Linked DNA regions of Callithrix jacchus: region 2 is linked to region 1. Evidence: chromatin contacts called from public Hi-C data. All regions are on one chromosome and are shown on one strand. The core of a region is the stretch at or near the end of the contact, and the rest is flanking DNA. Distances in the headings are between cores, read along the strand shown.

What was found. A called contact is a pair of places that touch in the nucleus more often than the background predicts.
Region 2: a contact with region 1 is called in a Hi-C map of skeletal muscle, with 8 times the contacts expected there. The contact joins the promoter of NIBAN1 here to the enhancer-like site in region 1. A contact is called at or near these places in 3 of 3 Hi-C or Micro-C datasets (induced pluripotent stem cells and skeletal muscle).

The regions. Positions count from the first base shown.
Region 1 is chr18:42,959,207-42,961,906 of calJac240_pri, reverse strand. NIBAN1 (niban apoptosis regulator 1) reads left to right here. Exons shown (of 14, transcript XM_035279523.3): 11 at 982-1,092. Among named protein-coding and RNA genes, the nearest start is that of EDEM3, 46 kb to the right of the region's middle. Within about 2 kb of position 1,381, at least 3 of the 16 cell types and tissues checked have an H3K27ac peak or open chromatin away from gene starts, as enhancers often do.
Region 2 is chr18:43,099,096-43,101,795 of calJac240_pri, reverse strand. NIBAN1 (niban apoptosis regulator 1) reads left to right here and starts at 1,321. Exons shown (of 14, transcript XM_035279523.3): 1 at 1,321-1,487. The coding sequence starts at 1,433.

The DNA.
Region 1 (2,700 bases), core at 132-2,631:
CACAGTGGCTCACGCTTGTAATCCCAGCATTTTGGGAGACCGAGGAGGGTGGATCACTTGAAGTCAGGAGTTTAAGACCAGCCTGGACAGGGTGGCGAAATCCCATGTCTACGAAAAATACAAAAAAATTAGCCAGGTATGGTGGTGTGTGCCTGTAGTCCCAGCTACTCGGAGGCTGAGGCTAAAGATTTGCTTGAACCCTGGAGGCAGAGGTTACAGTGAACCAAAATTGTGCCACTGCACTCCAGCCTGGGCGACAAAGCGAGACTATGTCTCAAAAAAAAAAAAAAAGTATATATTGGATGCTTTGAGATCTCAGGGGAAGAAAGGAACATTTTTTTTTCATAAAAATTACGGGCAGGATAAATGATACATTTTATCTAACCCTTGAGTTGTAAGGAATTAAAGAGGAACAAGGAACAAAATTGGGCAACAGTTTAGCAGAAATCTCTTTCGAAATACTGGACTCTGGTGACGGGAACACAGGCAAAGGTGCCGAGAATAAGATACCTGAACTAATTCTGCTTTCTGACCCATGAGCGTGTCAGCCACTGTCCCCAGCCATCCCTGACCTGCCCCTCTTCCCAGCACTGCAGAGAGAGGAAGGGATGTGCTGCAGAGTGGTTACATCCACTTAAAAGTGGAGGCGCAGCCAAAAACGAGTTGAAGAAGGCTCCCGCCTCATCCCTTAATCAGTGGCTGCAGGTATCAAAGAACAGAAGTGCCCACGGAGGTGACAGAATGCTTGTTCAGTCCCGTGGTTTGGGGTTTTCCAACTTCTTCCTGCTCCCACTGTGGCCATGTAACTTTTTGTTTCACAGCCCTGGTGGTGGGGTGATGTTGCCCTGGATCACCCCTGGAGGAGCCGCCGAGAGGACTCCTCTGTGATGGCCGCTGCTCTCCAGGTCCACGTAGCCAGGCCTGCGGGCGGTGATCCCAGCCTCTGACTGTTGTCTGTTTCTGTGTCTCTCTGGTTTCTAGCTAATGGAGAATGCAGTCTTCACTTTCGAGCAGCTGCTTTCCCCGCATCTCCAAGGAGAGGCCTCCAAAACTGCAGTTGCCATTGAGAAGGTTAAGCTCCGAGTCTTAAAGGTAAAACCATTGTCTTGTTTGTGGGAAGCATAAAATGAGAATGTGTTTCTCTCGTTTCTTTTCTCTTGTTTCTCCTATTTCTTTTGTGAAGTGGAAAATACCACGTTCTCTCCTTTGCTCTAATCTTTCCCCACCCCTTCCTCTCCGAAGTCCAGTGACTGTCAATCCGCGTTTCTCCAGTGTGACTTCCGTGCCTCTTCTGCCATCTAGTGGCCACTGCTGGTCCCCAGCTTCATAGGCCCTGCATCTCAGCCTTCATAGAGATGGAACTTGACAAACATTTATTGGCTGTCCACTATAAGCCTTGTGTGGGATGTAAAAATAGGCAAGGCACAGCCTCTTTCTTCAAAGAGGTTGCAATATAGTAAAATCCATTAAACTCGCAAATATTTTATTGATTTTGAAAAATCAAAACCTCATGTAAAGGAAATACTCTAAGAAAAAGAAACCTACCATATGAAATTGTTTTAAATGTACTTCAGCATGAATGTATATTAAAATAGTTTTAATAATAGGAACTTGCACATATATGTTGTATTGATCCAGACAAGAACTTGTGCATTAATTAGAATATGCCCCCATTGTACAGAGGAGGAACTGATTCTGTAAAAGCTAATGTGACTTAATTAAGCTCAACAGGCTGGTTAATGGTGAGTTTAAGGATAAACTATCATGCACCTAGTCCATGATATCTGGTTCCCCCAAACACCGCCTTGGAACAGAAGATCAAAGTCCCACAGAGCCTGGGGGTGGCCTCTAAATATCGGACTTGATCTTGATGCCTCACAAGCAAGAGGAAACTCTAGCAACCAAATCATTGATACTAAAAGTAATATTGATCATGGTAACACACATAGTAATGAACTTGCTGGAGCTGTGTCACATTCTTTAAGCAAACAGAAAGAAAGGAAGAAAAAACATAGAAAGCTGTTCAAATATTAGGTCCTCAGGATTGCAAGAGATTGTGAGTGCATTTAGTTCAACTTCATATTCAGTGTTCAGCAGGTTCCCACAACAGGTAGTCTCACTAGTACTCAGACACCTGCACTATCAGGAAGATTTCTGCCTCTCAGGATAGCCCATTTTAGTTATTGACAGCAAGAACATGCTTTCTTATGTTAGACCAAAGTTCTCACCACTGGTCATTCCAGTTCTACCCGTTTCATTCATAGCCTTCTTCCACATGGCAGCCTTTGGTTGTTTGAATAGAGTTATAATTTGCCCTAAGTTATTATCTCCAATATAAACACCGTCATCTCTTTGACCATTCTTCACTTGGCCTGACCATTCTTCTCACTGCCTGTGATTATGCTCTGATTTATCTGTGATCCCTTTGAAGTGACATCTAAATCCTGGTTTCCATGTTGGGATGTCCATTGCAGAACAGAGAGGATAATCTTTCCTGTTCTGTTTACTGAACTTCTTTGGCTACCATGTCACAATATTAATGGAGACACCAGCCAGGCCTTCTCTTCCCTTGTGGAATCATTACAACCCACTGCCCCTGCTTTGAGGATGTGGAGTAATAGATGATCATGGTTTCCACGAACATACCTGGGACAGGAGTAATAAAGTACAAACTCACCCCCAGTTCTATCCCCAACTTCT
Region 2 (2,700 bases), core at 72-2,571, 140 kb before region 1:
AGTTGTGTTAAAGTGCAAGTTAACTAACAGGAAAGGCAGGGGGGCGTGGGAAAACCTTCAGAGTCCTCCTCAGGCCTGGTTCTAGTGTATCCAGACCATTTGACCTGGAGGTTAAGTCAATAGGAGTCACAAAAAACTACTAAGAATAGGACAAAATCAGTGGTGACCCCTCTGCCCAAGTGGGTCTTGTTCCAAGAGGCTGCCAAGCTAAATAGTGGTTGTGGGAAAAGAACAAGTATCTTTTCTAAGGATTGATTTCCAGTTTGTTAAGGAGAGGAATGGAAAGTAAAGGTGTAAGATCAGACTTTCATCAAGTCTAAGGAAGTTTCAGGGCTGGGAGTATATTGCAGGGCCAAGCCTTAGTTTTTCCCTAAGTCTTTTCATTTTTTTTTTCTCTCTTTCCTTTTTCCTCATTTCCCCATTCGCTCCTTGGTCTAAGTTCTTGCTTGCAGAAAGATATAGTTTACCTCTGGTTCTCAAACTTAAGGGGGCATCAGAATTTCCTGGAGGGCTTGTGAAAACAGATTGGTGGGCCCCACTCCCAAAGTTTCTAATTGTGTGTGTGTGTGCGTACGCATGTGCATGCTGAGATTTTGCATTTTTTTTCTTTTTCATTTTTTTTGAAGATGGCGTCTTGCTCTTGTCACCCAAGCTGGAGTGAATGGCACGATCTCAGCTAACTGCAACCTTCGCCTCCCGGCTTCAAGAGATTCTCCTACCTCAGCCTCCCAAGTAGCTGGGATTACAGGCGCCTGTCACCACGCCCAGCTAATTTTTGTATTTTCAGTAGAGAGGGTTTCACCATGTTGGCAAGGCTGGTATTGAACTCCTGACCTCGTGATCTGCCCGCCTCAGCCTCCCAGAGTGCTGGGATTACACAGTCGCAAGCCACCGCGCCCGGCCAAGATTTTGCATTTCTAACAGACTCCCAGGTAACACTTGAGAAGTTGCTTTTTGGACAGGAGCACTTACAAGGCAACGTGATCTTGAGCTTCACCTTGAGGGATGTGAGCGGGGAAAGTTCCAGCTCACAGAGGTTTACAGTCACTTGAGAAATGGTCCACTTCCTCCAAGGTGTTTCTTGGATACCCCAAAAGGAGGAAAACGAGAAGTGACCGTGGGTGAGGAGGAGGAGCTGGCGTCCTCCTCGGTGGGGCAGGCGGTCGGAGCTCTCTAGTGCGGCGAGGGCGGGAAGACAGCCCCCAGGCCGGCCCACAGATCCTCAGAGGGCGCGGACCTGGAGGAGGCGCCCAAGAAGGCGACGCCTCTTGCCTCTTGCCTCTCGCCTCTCAGAGGAAGTTTACCCTTATTTTCAGAGCCAGGGTCACCGTCCGATCAACCTCCAGGAGTGAGCAGCGGGCGCGGACCAGATCGGCCAGTCCTCCCGGCGCGGCTGGGCAGTTACCGCGCTCGGCACAGGCGGTTCGCGGCCATGGGCAGCTCGGCCTCTAGCCAGCTGGACGAGGGCAAGTGCGCCTACATCCGAGGTACGCCCGCCCGCCCCCCAGAGGCCTGGGGAGCCCCCCGACCCTTGTGCCAGGCTGGCCACCGCGGCCGAGGCCCCAAGGGGCGCGCCCGGGCCCTCTCCCTGCAGCGCGCGGCGACCCCGACCTCAGCCCGCCCGCGCGAGCCAGGTTTCCCTCCCCAGCCGGCGCGCTCCGGCGCGGGTGTGGACCGGGGACTGGGAGGTCTTGGGAGCCAGGCAGGTGCAGGATGCGGGTGGGGACTCCGGCGCTCCCGCTGCTCCCGCCGCCCTGGAGTCAGGGCCGTCCCGTCCGGCGCACCTCGCCCTCCCATGCCTGCCCTGGACTGAGTTCTGAGCGGTTTCTGAACGGGCCGCCGGGAGAGCAGCGGGGATATCCCTGGTTTCTAAAGATTCCCCTGGGGATTCCCGGCAGCTAAGGCAGAATTTCCCTCTTAATAATGTTGGCCTGGCTTTGGAAAGCGCGGGCTTCGCTCCCACTTCACTGTAGCACTTGCCTGATGATTTCATCAGCGGCAGAAAGGATCCTGTCATGACGTTCCTAGCCCCTGCCCTTCCCTTCCCGTCCCGGAGAGGCGCGAAGCGAAAGAGGAACACTGGTGCGCTTCGTAACGGTCGCGAAAGTTATAGATGGGGAGAAACTCATTTAGGGAGACCTTCAGAGGTGTGGGGACTCAGTAGAGAGCGCGAGGCAGAAAAAAACCAAGACCCAGACCGAACTGAACTGCAGGAAGTCCTGACTATCTCCTGGGTGTATTTGGCCTCCCCTCTTCCCACCTCCCACCCAACCTTGCCTTCCACCACTACCTAACATTTGGTTATCTTACCAATTACTGCCCTTCCCTGCCCCGCCCCAACCCCCACCCTCGGCTTCAGAAATACCTTCTAAACTAGGTATTAAACTCTAGGTCTGTTTGGCCCGTGAGTTCTTTTAAGAACATTTTAAAAGGGTATCAAATCAGAGCACTTGAAAAGCAACGGACATGATTTTCCAGATTCCTGCCCTGGTGGTTTTGGAGGTAAAAGATCCTCAGCAGCCCATAGTGTCAGGGGATAACACTTGCTCAAGTATCACTTGCTTTTGTTTGTTAAAAGGGGGAAAGCTGGATGATTTATTTATATTAGTAAAAGAGCTGACCTAAGCCTAAAAGAAATAAATGAAGCCTGCCTTAGTCTTAAAAATGTGGTTACATGCTCGTGTTCACCAGTGTGTGGGG